Regions from separate parts of the Sus scrofa genome. Here all the other regions are linked to region 1. The links are chromatin contacts, called in public HiChIP or PLAC-seq maps. All regions are on one chromosome and are shown on one strand. Each heading gives the region's core, a stretch centred on a gene start, on an enhancer-like site or on the middle of the called end of the contact. The rest is flanking DNA. Distances are from core to core; before and after follow the strand shown. Region 1 has its middle 16 kb from the start of ZNF648. Region 2 overlaps ZNF648 (a long non-coding RNA gene). Region 3 overlaps ZNF648 (a long non-coding RNA gene).

Region 1 (4,912 bases), core at 1,417-3,916:
ATCATTGGAATAAAAGGGTTTTCATGACACCTCAGTTTTCATATCAGATTTGTGACTTTTTTCCCATTTATTTTCATACCAATAATTATCCAATTTGAAGAATCGCCTCTGAAGAAAATGCTTTACTTCATCCAAATTTTGGCAATGAGAACTTCTTCAAGATTAGTTATTTTGACGTGGCCCTAGTAGTACTGGGTTGAACAGTGTCCCTGCAAAATTTGTGTGCCTCCAAAACTTATGAATGTGACCTTACTTGGAAATAGGGTCTTTGTAAATGTAATCGCATTAAGATAGGTCATATTGGACCAGAATGGGCCCTCAATCCAATATGACCGGTGTCCTGATAAGAGGGACAGCTGGATACATTGACACAGCGAGAATGTCTTGTGATGATAGAGGCAGAGATTGGAGTGATGTATATTTAAGCAAGGACTGCCCGTAGGTAGGAAAAAGGCATGAAACAGAGTCTCCTTCAAAGCTTTCATAAAAAACCAATCTTGAAAATTCTCTGTGGCTCAGCAGGTTAAGTATCTGGTGTTGTCACTGCAGTGGCTTGGATTGCTGCTGTGGCGCAGGTTTCATACTGGCCCAGGAATTTTCATATGCAATTGGTGTGGCTAAAACAACAACGAAGAAAAAAAAAAAAAAAAAGCAATCTTGCTGACACCTTGATTTTAACCTTCTAGCCCCCAGAACTGTCAATAAATTTCTGTTGTTTTAAGCTTCCCAGTTTCTGGCACTTTATTATGGCAGCCCTAGGAAACTAACACACAGTTTTTGACAACTTTTTCACTCTGGTACAGAGTGTGACAGGCTGGTCTTGACAATTTTTGGCCCATATCTGCATCTACTTTGTCCTATTTTGTCTTATTTTGAATCTACTCCCAGCAGTTTCTCCTCAGATAGGACTGTGTCTAAGAAGGGAACCTGAAATGGGCAGTTTCAAAAGGGACCGGTGTCCTCCAAACCCACAGGCCCTGCATTCACCTGCCAGCAGAATGCTCTTTTCCAAATGGCCTCCTGTATCTCCCAGTGAGTAACTGTGGGCTATTTTGTGGTTCTCTTGTCCTCAGGTCCATCAAATCCCTGTTCCTTTCCTCTGCAAAAATGTTGATGCAGGTCTTGTGGCTTTTGGTGATTTGTTTTTGTCCACTTCTTTGTTGGGGGTAAGGGGGTGGTTGTGAAAACACTTTGTCACCTAGTTTTGAGTAAATATTGCCCAAGTTTTGTTTCGTTTTGCTTTGCTTTTTAGAATTACATATGCGGCATATGGAAGATCCCAGGCTAGGGGTCGAATTGGAGGTGCAACTGCCAGCCTATGCCATAGCCACAGCAACACAGGATCCTTAACCCACTGAGCGAGGCCAGGGATCGAACCTGCTTCCTCATGGGTACTAGTCAGGTTCGTTACTGCTGAGCCACAACGGGAACTTGTTGTCCAAATATTTTTAGTTTTTATTCTAGTTTCTCCATCTGTTGTTATATGGAGATTCAGAAACGTCCAAAGAGTATGTCACTACTGCTGCTGTCATCTTTCCAGAATGATCCTTTTAAATCATGTCAGAGCATGCCCCTTCTCAAAAATCCTGAAATGACTTCCCATGCCACTTAAAGACAAGGTCTTACAATGGCTTGCGAGACCCTGTAGGATCAGTGCCCACCCCTCATACTCACCACTTCTCTGCACCCTCCTTCTCCTGATGTCTCCTCTTTGCTCCCTTCCCTCCAGCTACGAGGGCTTCCTTGCTCTTCCTTGAATATGCCAGACATCTTCCCATCTTTGCGCCTTTGTCCTAGAAGTTTTCTTTACCTTGATCACTCTTCCCTCAGATATGAGCTAAGTTAACCACTTCCTTCGAGTTTTTGAAATCTCTTTCTCAATGGTATCTAGTCTGATCACCCTGTCTAATACTGCAACCTCCCCGCTGGCCCTTCTCATCTCCTCTGCTCTGGTGGGTTGTTTGTTTTTTTGTTTTTTTTTTTTTTCCCTCCATGGCATTTAGCATCTAACATCTTCTAAAATTAAACATTTCACTTATTTGTTATACTTATCATTTATTATCTATATTCCCTTGGCTAGAATTTAAAATTCATGAAAGCAGAAATATTGTCTGTTGTGTTTTCTTATGTATATCAATTCCCAGAACAATGTCAGGCAGGGGTAGCGGCTGAGTATATGCACAAATGAGTAAAGAAACGAGGCAGCCAAGGGTGTGCTTTGCTTTGAGCCAGCTGCTAGGGAGCTGCTTTGATGTCAGGGCACCACTTCCATCCCCTTTATTCCCTGGCCTTTCTGCAAGCCATGGAGAGGCCTAGTATCTGAATGAGTATCAGGAACAGCCAGGCAGAGCATCATGAATTCTCAGAAGGCAAGCAGTGTCAGAAACATTCTTTCTAGGACTGCTTCTGAGTTCAGCACAAGCCAGAAATAGCACCCCAGCCATGTGCCTTGCAGCATTTCAGCACATCTGCTCCTCATCCCACAGAAGATCAGAGAAGCCTGGAGGGCTGAAAACAAGAGGGTCAGCTCCAGGCCTTGAGAAGGAGCTCAAAGGTAGGAAAGATGAGAATGCATGACAATTTTCCTGCCCTTGGGTGCCAGCCCAGGCCCAGCTGTGTACTGGGCTGTTCGGAATCCAGTAACCGGAGTCAGTTGTATCCTTGTCCCTTTGGATGGAATTCGTGACTACTGTTTACGTGGTGTTCTCAGTTTAGTGTCAGGGAACAGACGTCACGTGGCCATCCTGTAGCTGTTCCAGCACAACTGATGAAGTCAGGACTGACCAAGCAACCCTGGGCTCATCAGTCTTACTTCCTAAAGAAACATAGTAGGTCACATACAAGCAGGACCCCCATTGCTCTTTCCCTTGGGCAAGGAAGCCTAAGGTGGAGGCCTTTTTAACAGAGAAGTTCTCTAAATTACTCATGGAAAATGCTCCCTGAGCTTGGATGCCTGAGGGATCATTGTCCAATCAGGAGACTGTAAGCCTATTGCCTGGGCCAAGAAAACAGGTGAAAGGCCAAAACTAAGGTCGTTTCCAGGCCTAAGCTTAGGATCTCAGCTCTTCCCCTCAGTTTCTATTTATTCAGTTCCTATTTATACAGAAACCGCAGTCACTCTCATACTCCCTCTCATTGTCATGGGTGGGATCCCATCAGCATCTCCCTCAACCCTTCACTGCCCAATCTCCAGAGCAGTGTAAGAAGTATGTTTTGAAGCCCTTTCTTCTTTTTTTTTCCCCCCTCCTTATTCCTAGCTCGTGGATGGCTATTCCTCAACCAGTAAACATGAGTGGGCCTGACTTTCTTTAACTAAGAATGGGCCAAGAATCTTCAAACCACAGGAAATGGAAACTCACATCATCAGGTTTCCAGAGAGTCCCTTGACCTTGGACCAACATTCAGTGGTCCCCACCACACCCTCCACCCACAAGGGTTCTCCACCCAGCTGAGAAAGGAGTTACTACACAGACATAGTACATACGATATCTTACTTATTCCATGTAAATCCCTTGAGAGAAATATCATTATGCCCTTATATACATATAAGGCTGTTCAGTGAGACTGAGTGGCTTATCCAAGGTCGAGAAACTTGGAAAAGGCCTCGTCGATTTTTATTGCCTTGTAACCTCTCCTACCAGCCTGTATAAACATACTCTCTGTGTTCAAGGGTGTCAGGGACACTCACATCTGAAAAGTCTGTGAAGTGTTATGGAAATACCTTCCGAAATAGGGAGGGAGACCATGCATCCTGGTTTCCAAGGGAGAATTCCACTACCCCATTGTTGTTGTTATCATTATTATTGTTATTTTGCTTTTTAGGGCCTCACCTGCAGCATATAGAAGTTTCCAGGCTAGGAGTCAAATCGGAGCTGTAGCTGCCAGCCTATGCCACAGCCACAGCAGCACGGGATCCAAGCCATGTCTGTGACCTCCACCAAAACTCACGGCAACACCGGATCCCCGACCCAGTGAGTGAGGGCAGGAATCAAACCCTTGTCCTCATGGATACTGGTTGGGTTCATTACTGCTGAGCCACAGCAGGAACTCCCAAGTGTTATTATTAATAATGTCCTCTTCTCAAAATTGTCTTAGTTTGGACAGTAAGTTATAGAGTCCCCCTATCCAGAAAAGACTGGGAGCAAAGGAGTAGAAAAAAAATGACAAAAATAATTGCTCAAGAGGTCACTGAGCAGTAGGTATGTTTTCCATGGGCTTTGATATTCTCAGGGTCTGCCCCACCCCAGCTTCTCCAGCCAGATTTGCCTCTGACTGCTCCCTTCCAGAGTGCTCAAACCCCTTCTTGCACAATGCCAGCACTCTGACTTATAAGACTAGAGGAAATGAGGCTGGAACATGCCAGAGGGTTCTTACTACCCCAGATGACCCTTCTAGTAGATTCCTGTCTTACTGTGAATAAAGTAATTCTCCAGACAGCAGACCCATCCATGTCCTTCCAACCCTAACAGATAAAAGACTCTCCCCATGGAGGAGAAATCAAACAGACCATCAAGATTTTGAATGGCCTGTTAGGGAAGAAAATGAGAATGTTTGGACCAAAACTTTGCCCCATACGGGAGCTTCTGCAGAGAGTCTTCTCTGTCACATAGTGAAATGACATATGGAAAGGGCAAATATGTAGTCATCAGAGGTCTGAGTCTGTTTTCTAGCTTGCACACTTATGAATTGGCTGGGTGCCCTGGGGTACGTTTCTCCATCTCTCTGAGCTTCAGCTTTCTAATTCATCGGAAAAATGGGTATAAAAATGTCTACATTTCAGGGGTTTCCACTGTGGCTCCACAGATCAGTGGCATCTCTTGCAGCTCCAGGGCACAGGTGTGATCCCTGGCCCAGCACCATGGGTTAAAGGACCTGGCATTGCCACAGCTGCAGCATAGGTCAAAACTGCAAC
Region 2 (4,912 bases), core at 774-3,273, 170 kb before region 1:
AATCATCTTGATTTCTCTGTTTGCTCAGCAGCTTTTCTGCAGTGTGTGTGTGGGGGGGGGGACGGTAGTGGTGCAGGAGGAGGAGGAGCAGGATTCTGATACACAGCAATCTTCTGTTTCCTTCTGCAGAACAAACAACCCCAAACAGATGCTCGTGGCCAGAAAATTAGCAACTGCCACACAGGTCCTCTCAGGGGGAGGGGCTGCCCTGGAGGCCCCGGTCCTGGCCTAAGAAAGCCAGAGACTGACTCAAGTCAGGCCCTCAGCAGGTGCACATGAGTCCGATGGGCTGTCGGGAGGCTGTGGTCCTAGCAGTGCCTGACACTGTTTGCCTTCCTGGCTGTGAGAACTATAGTGTCCCTCTCTTGACCATGCAGGTCGCTGTGTCCCATGCCATGTTCATCCAGAAAGGCAGGTATTCAGGCTTTGCATCTTGCTAACCAGTGTCTCTCTATCTCTATGCCATCACCTCCATGTAGTACCAGGCTGATTGTGCTGGAACCCTGAATTGTAGGAGCAACCAATTCACGTAGGAACATTGCACATCGTAAAAATTGCCAGCTTCTTTTTACCTAAATTTGCTTGGAGTGGCGTAGCAATTATCCCCTTGAGAATGAACACACACTCCCTACGGCTCGCAGTCCCCACTAGTCCCTACTGCCTCTCACCTGGAGTTCTCTTCATTTACTTATTTTACTTTCCTGGCTCCTGCAGACATTTTTAGAATGCGTTCCCTGACCTATCTTTTTTTTTTTTTTTTTTTTTGTCTTTTTGCCTTTTCTAGGGCCGCTCCCGCGGCATATGGAAGTTCCCAGGCTAGGGGTCGAATCGGAGCTGCAGCCACTGGCTGACACCAGAGCCACAGAAACATGGGATCCGAGCCGCGTCTGCGACCTACACCACAGCTCACGGCAACGCTGAATCCTTAACCCACTGAGCAAGGTCAGGGATCGAACCTGCAACCTCATGGTTCCTAGTCAGATTTGTTAACCACTGAGCCACAACGGGAACTCCTCCCTGACCTATCTTAATTGTAATCATTTGATACCACAATCATCTGCTTACCTCTCTGTTTCACCCAATATACTGTGAGCTTCATAGACAGGGGCCCAGACTAATCATTGATGTATTGAACAATTAACTTTGGCGTCTTCACCGTAGGCAGAATGACAAGTCCTAGTCATTTTGTCAGGAATATAGTTTTGATCATGGACTTCCAGTGCCTGGCACTCACTCAGCACATGCTCTCTATATGTGTTTAGATTCAATGAATAAATGACTACTTCTTTCTTATGCAACCTGTTGATCTTGGCAGTAGGGATCTGTTACCAAATACTTTCATGCACTCAACCTTGTAAGTAGGTTTCCTGAGAGGGTACACCTTGTTTTGCAAGTAATTTGCATGAACTTACGTAATGCTGTTTTGCTCAGATATTTCCCTATGTTCAGACATTTCTAATTCCCAGCTTACATCTCTGGCCTCATTTTTGGCCACGCCCTACCCTATCCAGACATGCAGCATGGGCTTGTGCGATGTCCCTGAGTTCACTTCCCCCTGGAACCTCCAGGCCCTGGCTCACACTGTCCCCTCCATCCAGGATGACCTCAGTCTTGCTCTTTACTTTGCCTTCTTGCCACCCCTCCTGGCCAGATCCCAGTCAACTCCTAAGACTCAGCTCTGAGAGAACCTCCCCTAGGACCCACCCCCCCCCCCCCCCGAGCTCTCCAGGCTAAGTTAGAGGTTCCTACTTTCTCTTTCCATTTTTTTGTGCAGATCTTCTATAAAGAAATCTATCTACCACCATGCTGACAGCCCCTGAGGTCAGGGACTGTCTGTTTTCACCTCTGGATTCTCAGGACCAAGCCCATGCTAGGAACTTTATATATAATAGAAAGAGAGAAGAAGAGCGATTCAGTTGTGCTGATAGATGCGACCCAGAGCCTGTGTTAGCACCACCTGGTGCACACATATCCTCACCCTAACACAGAGGCCCCATTACTGGCCAAAGAACCAGCTGGATTCTTGCTTTGTACAGAGTCTAGCTCTCTGTTGACACAGCATGTTCCTTCCCCATTATAATTGCTACTCATGCGCTATGTGTTTTCTCAAGCTTTCAGTGTTTGAGTACATGAGATTCTTTTGCTCTTCATATGAAAACAATGCCATCTGTTCACTAGACGGAAATTCCAGAAAGCTTCAGAAAAGCAACCAAGTTTTTGCTGCAGAACAGCCTCAAAATATCTCAGTGGGATCCTGGGTGGGAGGCAGATAAATCATGACAAAGATGACTAAGGGTTCTTATTTTGTGTGATTTCCCACCCTTTCTTCCCCATTAGAATTCAGAACTTTTCTCTTGCATCCATTTCAGTGCGGATTTGTGGCCCAAGGAAAATAAACACCCTCCTTAAACCTCAGTCTAGCAGCCCCACGATTGATGGTAGCCTCTAGGAATGCATGGCTCAAGCCCATGTGTCAAATACCCACAAAGCACTGATCCCTGCTGTGTACACACCAGTTGACAGGTGCTTTGGGGTCTTGGAAATCTGAAGACATTCACGAAGTTTACCTGGTGGGCCCGTTGGAGAGGAGACACACATACAAACCACAGCAGCAAGAGGCAAACTGAAACAAGCAGTGTAGTAAAGTCAAGCCAGTTGCTATGGAGAAGCAAGAGAGGCAGTAAATTCTATAATGTCACCCCTGCTGAAGGCCATTCAGTGGCTTGCCATGGATTCCTGGTAAAGTCTAGCTGCCTTGCTGTGACATTCAAGACCTTCTGTAATCCAGGTCTTGGCTGTTCCCCAGCCGCCTTTGTTTCTTTGGTGCCTCCCCTGACCCACACTCATGCCTAGTGCTCCAGCCACGGGGACCCACTTGTCCCCAGATGAAGCATGCTCCCCTTCATCTCTCTTTGTATCAGCAGTTTTCTTTGCCTAGAATATCCTCTTCTTTTCCCACCAACTATTAGATTCAGCTGAGGCATTCAACCCCAGAAAGACCTCTCAGACCAAGTTAATGTATCTTCTTTCTGCAGCCCTGAGCATCCAGTGCATGCCTCACTATCTCCATCACAGCTGTCTGTCTGCCTTCTCCACTAGACTATAAGCTTCCTGGGGACAAGGACTGATTTCCATCTCTTTAGCCTCAGAAAACAATAAAATACAAGGACTCTAGTAGAGGTGCAATAAATGTCTGTTGAGAATTAAACTCAAATACAGATTGTGACAATCAGGGAAGTCCTTATGTGGCAAAGCCTTGAAAAATGAATTTTATGAGAACTGATTAAGAAAGGAAAAGGATTTTTCAAATTGAAAGAAAACTTATCTGGATACATTTCAAAGGACTCAATAAATATTTATTGCTAGCTTGGTAGAATAAAGTTACCCCTACTTTGTAATCCAGTATTTACCCAAGAGAAATAAAAATATACACCCACAAAGAAACTCATGCAAGAATGTTTTTGTAAGCTCTAATCACAGTATCCCCAAACCGGAAACAACCAAGTAGCCATCAATAAAAGAATGGATAAGCAAGTTGTGGAACATGCATGTATGGAACCACTACAGAGCCAGAAAAAGGAACAAACTACTATCATGTGCAAACATGAATAAATCCCTACAAGATGTTGAGTTTAAAATTCTGACACATATAAAAGAGCTCATATGAAATGATTACACTTATATGAAGTTTAAGAACAGGTTGTTCACTGCAAGGAAAGTTTAACTCAATTTTTATTTCTAATTTTTAATTTTTTTAGCTTAACATTTTTTCTTTTATAATTATTATTAAAGCATAATTGGTTTACAATATTTCTTCAACTTCTGTTGTACAGCAAAGTGAACAACAAATCACACACATTTCCCTGTGCTGTACAGTAGGATCCCATTGCCAATCCATTCCAAATATAACAGGGTGTATCCAAAAAAAACCCAAAATGCCCATCCATCCTAATTCCTCCCCTTCCCCTGACCCAGGAACCCCAAGTCTGCTCTTCTTGGCCATGATCTATTTCTGGTTTTTTTTTTGTTGTTGTTGTTGTTGTTTTAGATAGGATCTCCTCCTTCATATTTTAGATTACACAAATAAGTGATATCATATAGTATTTGTCTTTTTGTTTCTGGCTTACTTCACTTAGTATGAGAGTCTCTAATTCTATCCAGGTTGCTTCAAATGGCATTAGTTCATCTTTTTTTATGGCTGAGTACTATTCCATTGTATATATATGTACCACATATCCTTAATCCATTTATCTGTCAAAGGACATTTAGGTTGTTTCCATGTCTTGGCTATTGTGAATAGTGCTGCAATGAACATAGGGGTGCATGTATCTTTTCTGATGAAAGTTTTGTCCAGATATATGCCAAACAGTGGAATTGCTGGACCATATGATAGTTCTATTCTGTTTTCTGAGGTACCTCCATACTGTTTTCCATAGTGGTTGTGCCACTTTACATTCCCACCAACAGTGGAGGACGGTACATTTTTCTCCACACCCTCTCCAGCATTTGTTATTTGTTGACATACACTTTTACCACTATTATTCAACATAGTTTTGGAAGTCCTAGCCACAGCAATCAGAAAAGAAAAAGAAATAAAAGAAATCCAAACTGGAAAAGAAGAAGTAAAACTATCACTCTTTGCAGATGACATGATACTACACCTAGAAAACCCTAAATACAGCACCAGGAAACTGTTAGAATTCATCAGTGAATTTGGCAAAGTTGCAGGCTACAAAATTAATACACATAAATCAATTGCATTTCTATATGCTAATAATGAAAGATCAGAAAAAGAAATCAGAGAAACCATCCAATTTACAATCATATCAAAAATAATAAAATACCTAGGAATAAACCTACCTAAAGAGATAAAAGACCTATACTCTGAAAACTATAAAATGTTGATGAAAGA
Region 3 (4,912 bases), core at 1,752-4,251, 140 kb before region 1:
ATATATAGTTGGTTTACAATGTTGTGCTAATTTCTGCTGTGTGAAAAAATGATTCCGTTATACATATAAATATATCCATTCTTTTTCAGACGCTTTTCCCACAAAGGTCATCACAGAATATGGAGTAGAGTTCCCTGTGCTATACAGCTGGTTCCTGCTAACCATCCATTCCATATTCAATAGTATATGTCATCCGGCAAATTTCTCATCCAAACAGACATCCACCTCAGACTGGAGAGAAACGAATTTTCCTTCTGTATGTTGAATTCGCAGCTTCCTTTCATGCCTATAAATGTTTTCTGTGACCTCTGATATAGGTGCAACTCTGGTACTTAGGAAGAACCAGAGCTGCAACTAATACTTTGTGAGCAAATAGTCATTTGCCTTTCTGCCTCCCAAATCAGGTGTTTTTTGTTTTTTTTGTTTTTTTTTTTTTTTTTTTGGTATCAACTCTCCAGGAGAAAAGAGATTTAAAGCTTTTAACTACCCAGCTGCTGTGTCTGTCTCTAAGATAGCACATTACTTGGTAGAGTAAGAGGAAGTAAGCTAAATTTTGAATCAGAAGACCCAGGTACACTTTCTCCATCATTAGTGGATAACCCTGGGACAATTATTCTTCTAAACTCCAAATTTACCACAATCATCAGAAAGCTAACATTTATGAGGCAGTTACTGTATGCCAGGTACAACGCTAAGCACTTGACGGACGCCACTGGCTTCAGTGTTCCCAAAGTACCATTTCATAGAAGAGAAAACTGAGTCAGAAAGTCAGCCCCTTTTGCTACATGATCATAGGGATGCCTGCTCTGGGTTACTGTGACACTACTCGGAGCTAACGATGCAGTGGTTGCCCTCTGCATGTTGCTCTCCCCAAACTGTAAGTTACTGTAGACAAGATGGTATCTAATACGTCTTCTGCTCCATCTCCCAGCACTGTACCTGGCACCTTCACAGACAGGTGAATGAAAATGAATAAATGATTAAAAAACAAATTAACATTTGAATGAAGCTCTATATAAGTGAAGGCCCTATTGATGGACCTACTATATTAGTGTAACAAAGGCCCCAAGGGTACCTGTGTTCTATGTCGACTGTGGCACTGTGTCATCAGGGTGGCTGATGGGAGGTTCTGTTTACATGAGATCTTGATAGGCCTCCTTGAAGGAATAGCAACCAGACATCTGGAGAGTATGCTCAGCCCTGTGGACCTGGCCCAGGTGGGTGAAAACTACCTTCTCCATGAACCCCTGCCATGCAGCAGACTCCTGACATGAGCGCCAGCATCCTTGCCTTGGCTTCTTCACAATCTCCTCCCAGATCTCATCAGGCCTCCTCAGACCCAACCTCTTTTCCTTCCAGAACTCTCTATCCTTGGCCTGACCCTGCCTTTTTGGTTCTGACCTTGCCTGTCCTGGTTTGCAGTGGACATGCACCCAGCACAGTGCATCTGTGACTGCCAGTCTGAACAAACTCCCCTGGCCTCCAGGTTCATTGACTATAAGGCTGATTTTTCCACTGTGATTGGTCAGGCTTCATGGATCGAATCAGACATCAGACCAAGCCTTTTGGTCAAAATCTGAGCAAAGTCTCTCACCTGTATTCTCAGAGAGGGCTTCTAGGTTGGCAGGGAACTCACCCTGGGACTGGACAGAGCTGCTGTCCCCAGTCTCAGTGCCCAGACTTAGATGTTAATTTAGTATTGTTGGGAGGGACAAATTTGGATGAGATACAACCTTGTACCACTCACACGGAGTAAAAACAAACACCCAGAAATATGTCCATGTCCCAAAGACTTGGAGGAAGAGGGAGCAAAGCATGTCCTAGACAAATGAAAAATATTCAAATGAAAAAGTTTGTCCACTAGCAAAATTATAAGGATCAAGAACTCCCTGATTTGGAACTCTACGAAAATAACACTAGAAGTGACTTAGTGAGATGAAGCAGCAGAGAACTGGCAAAGACTATGAAAACCTGGAGTGACAATAACATGGAGATAAACGGCGCAGTGAAAGAACAGGTGGACCTCACAAAACCGAGGTGGTGACATTCATTTAGCGGCTATAAAACAGCAATTCCCAGCCAAGTCGGCCATGGACTAGCCGCCAAGAGCCACCAGGTGGCGCTAGAGTAGAGAACTTCAGCGGTGGCTCAGCGATTACCAGGATTCCCCCCAAGGGAAGCGGGGCTTTGAGAGGCGGCGGGTCCAGCAGTTCCATGGATGAGGGCCCAGAGAGGAAGATGTGAAGACACCCTTCGGTCCTCAACACTCCTGAATGTCCTTGCCTGAGCTGGAAGCTAAAGGGGGGCGGGCTCTACTGGTTTCCTACTGACAAGATTCCCAGTGGGCCTCTAGTTGCTATTTCAAACAAATTGCACTGGGCAACCGTAGGGTTTGGGTCACCTGGCAAAAAACAGCTCTTTACTTCCCACTTTTCAATTCAGCGAGAATTCCATACTGTGATCCCAAACTCGATGAAATATATAAAAGGAGCCTAGCACAGTGCCCTGCTCCCAGTAAACGCCCAATGAACGTTGGTTCTCTTACACAAGCCCTGTTGGACAGTCTGATCCCCAGTCTCACACCGGGGTGCTCCTGGCCCCATAAACCCTGCAGCCCCTCTCTGGCCAGAGACCCTTTTGTCCTAGCGCCTTCGTTGTTCCAGATTTCTCACTGTGAGGCCTGGGCAGCTGCCAGGGGCCACCCGGGGAGCAGGAATCAGCTCACAGAGCTCTCCGCAGGCGTTTGGACCCCCTCCCCGCGAGCTCTCTGGCCCCAGCCCACACCCAGCCTCCAGCCCTACTGCCCTGCACGCTCCGGGCCCCCTGGCCCCCCTGCTCCAACAATGTGTTTCTAATCTGCCCGGGAACAGTCACCACGCGAGGTTTTCCTGCCCAGTGTAATCAGTTTCGCCTCTGGGCCTCGGCGTCCTGGGGTGTGTAACCCAGAGGCTTGCACGGAGGTGATCAGATTGCAGGAACAGTATGTTTTCCTCCCTGCCTCCGCTTGTTTTCTTCAGGGGCAAGGGCCAGCCAGCTGAGCTGTCTTTCTCTTGCTCCACTCCTCACCCTCCACCCTCCCGCACACGTGCTCTGCCTTCCGTGGGTGCCGAGAGGGAAAATGCGCGCACCCCGGCACGGGGCGCGTGCGCAGCCCCCTCGGAGGAGGTAGGAGTTGCAGTTTCCTAGGGAAGGCAAGATTGCTGCGGCTTGTGGGAGCGAGGAGGAGGAAGGCAGGACAGGAATTTGTGCAGACCAGTTCTGGCCAGATCTCTTTAAATGTTTTGTTCTTGCTTTGCTGCTGCTATCGCCTTTTTTTTTTTTTTTTTTTTTTCCCTCCCCTTCCCTATGCTGAGCTGTCATTTCTTCAGCCAGCCAGGCCCATATGAACTTCTGGTTCCTCTAGGCAGTAAACACCCTAGTTTCCCAGGCCACACCATTGCTCCCTTTTCTTGTTTTCTTCCAATATGCAACTTTGAAAAATGAGAAAAGTGGCAATGTCACTGATAAGGGCAGGGTTTAAATACAAGAACAATTAAATACAATGTTTAATGAATCTGATAGCGTCTCCAGTTTTTTTTTTTTTTTTTTTTTCCTCCTTTCTTGTTCTTGGCAGCATTCAATCAGAAATCAGCAGTGGGGCAATACCTAAAAAATAGTCACCCTTTTAGAGCAGTATTAAATGTTTTCAATAAAAATATGCAATAGTTCATCATAAAAACATGAGCATGTTTTTGTCTAAAAGAGGTCAGAATTCCTTCTGGCCACATTAAATTTTCCACAGGAGTTGGTAACAAGGTGACTAGGAATGGGAGACAGTGAGCCTGGCCTCCCAAAGTATCACGAGGTCCGCTGGGGTGAGTTTGCCTGTGGGACCCCAGCCTCGGCCTGATGTCATCTGCTGCTTGGACTTGCAGGCACCTGTCGGCTCGCTAACCAGAGATGGCTTGTTAGTGCTCGGCAAGCTTCAGGGCCCCCTTTGGACCACACCATGCACACCGGTGATACTTGGAATGCTTCGTCATTTTGCTGGAAGCAGCTTTTCTACTTAAAGCAATTTGCTTCAGAAGAAAACTGCATAGTTTCACTTTAAGGGCAAAATCCAGATCGCATCCACACATGAAAAGAAAGCATAAAAATAGAGAAATGACCACATGGAGTCATGAAAACTGAACAAGGTTATTTTGAACACCTTTCCAGGAGCAGGATAGCTCATCAACATGTGCAAATAAATTCCTCTTGGAGAAAAATAAGTTTCTAATCTTCCTGTTAAAAGGGGGTATCTGGTTCAATGTCCTAGGTTTTTAAGGATAATGAGGAGCTGCATCTTTTAGAGGTAGTTGGTAGACGAAGCAGCATGACTGCCTGGGTCTGAGTCCCAGCTCTGCATTTAGGGGCTGGCAGACCACCGAAGGTCAGATTCTCCACACCCATACATAACCTTAGTTCTGTGTTTGTCCAAAAGGACTAATAATAGCACCCATTTCAGAGATGTTTCTGACGACTGCATGTGTTAGCACATGCATAACACTTAGGACACGCCCTGGCCTAGCATTGTCTCAGTGAATGTTAGCTATCATAATAATTAGTAGGCATAGTATTAGCAGGATTCATGGACTTGAAATTCCTCCTCACTAGAGTACAGTCAGAAAGATTGAAAAAAAAAATGTTCCCTGGTGAGACTGGTTACTAAAACTCAACTTCTAACTGAAATGATGAAAGTGACTTTTGCCCAACAAATATTCTTTTAATAAGGAGTCTGAAGCAATCTCTAAAATCTTAGTCTCAGAATGGATCGAGTTACCTTCCAGTGTTTGCAAAGTGGCGGAAATTGGGTTTCTCATCTGCTCCCTGCTGTATCCCAGTCGAGAAGAATAGTTATAAAGATATTTTATTTCATTTTCCAAGGATTCCT

What was found. HiChIP or PLAC-seq counts read pairs in DNA pulled down with a chosen protein or histone mark.
Region 2: an H3K27ac HiChIP or PLAC-seq map of alveolar macrophages shows a contact between it and region 1. The contact joins two enhancer-like sites. A contact is called at or near these places in 1 of 47 Hi-C or Micro-C datasets (liver) and 1 of 2 datasets of contacts at active chromatin or transcription factors (alveolar macrophages).
Region 3: a contact with region 1 is called in an H3K27ac HiChIP or PLAC-seq map of skeletal muscle. The contact joins two enhancer-like sites. A contact is called at or near these places in 3 of 47 Hi-C or Micro-C datasets (liver and skeletal muscle) and 2 of 2 datasets of contacts at active chromatin or transcription factors (alveolar macrophages and skeletal muscle).

Annotation. Positions count from the first base shown.
Region 1 is chr9:123,720,640-123,725,551 of Sscrofa11.1, forward strand. No RefSeq gene overlaps it. Among named protein-coding and RNA genes, the nearest start is that of ZNF648, 16 kb to the left of the region's middle. Within about 2 kb of position 2,667, at least 8 of the 83 cell types and tissues checked have an H3K27ac peak or open chromatin away from gene starts, as enhancers often do. A contact at or near this core is called in alveolar macrophages and skeletal muscle, where this site is marked.
Region 2 is chr9:123,552,713-123,557,624 of Sscrofa11.1, forward strand. The region is part of intron 10 of ZNF648 (a long non-coding RNA gene); the gene reads right to left. Among named protein-coding and RNA genes, the nearest start is that of ZNF648, 150 kb to the right of the region's middle. Within about 2 kb of position 2,024, at least 10 of the 83 cell types and tissues checked have an H3K27ac peak or open chromatin away from gene starts, as enhancers often do. A contact at or near this core is called in alveolar macrophages, where this site is marked.
Region 3 is chr9:123,578,235-123,583,146 of Sscrofa11.1, forward strand. The region is part of intron 9 of ZNF648 (a long non-coding RNA gene); the gene reads right to left. Among named protein-coding and RNA genes, the nearest start is that of ZNF648, 130 kb to the right of the region's middle. Within about 2 kb of position 3,002, at least 44 of the 83 cell types and tissues checked have an H3K27ac peak or open chromatin away from gene starts, as enhancers often do. A contact at or near this core is called in alveolar macrophages and skeletal muscle, where this site is marked.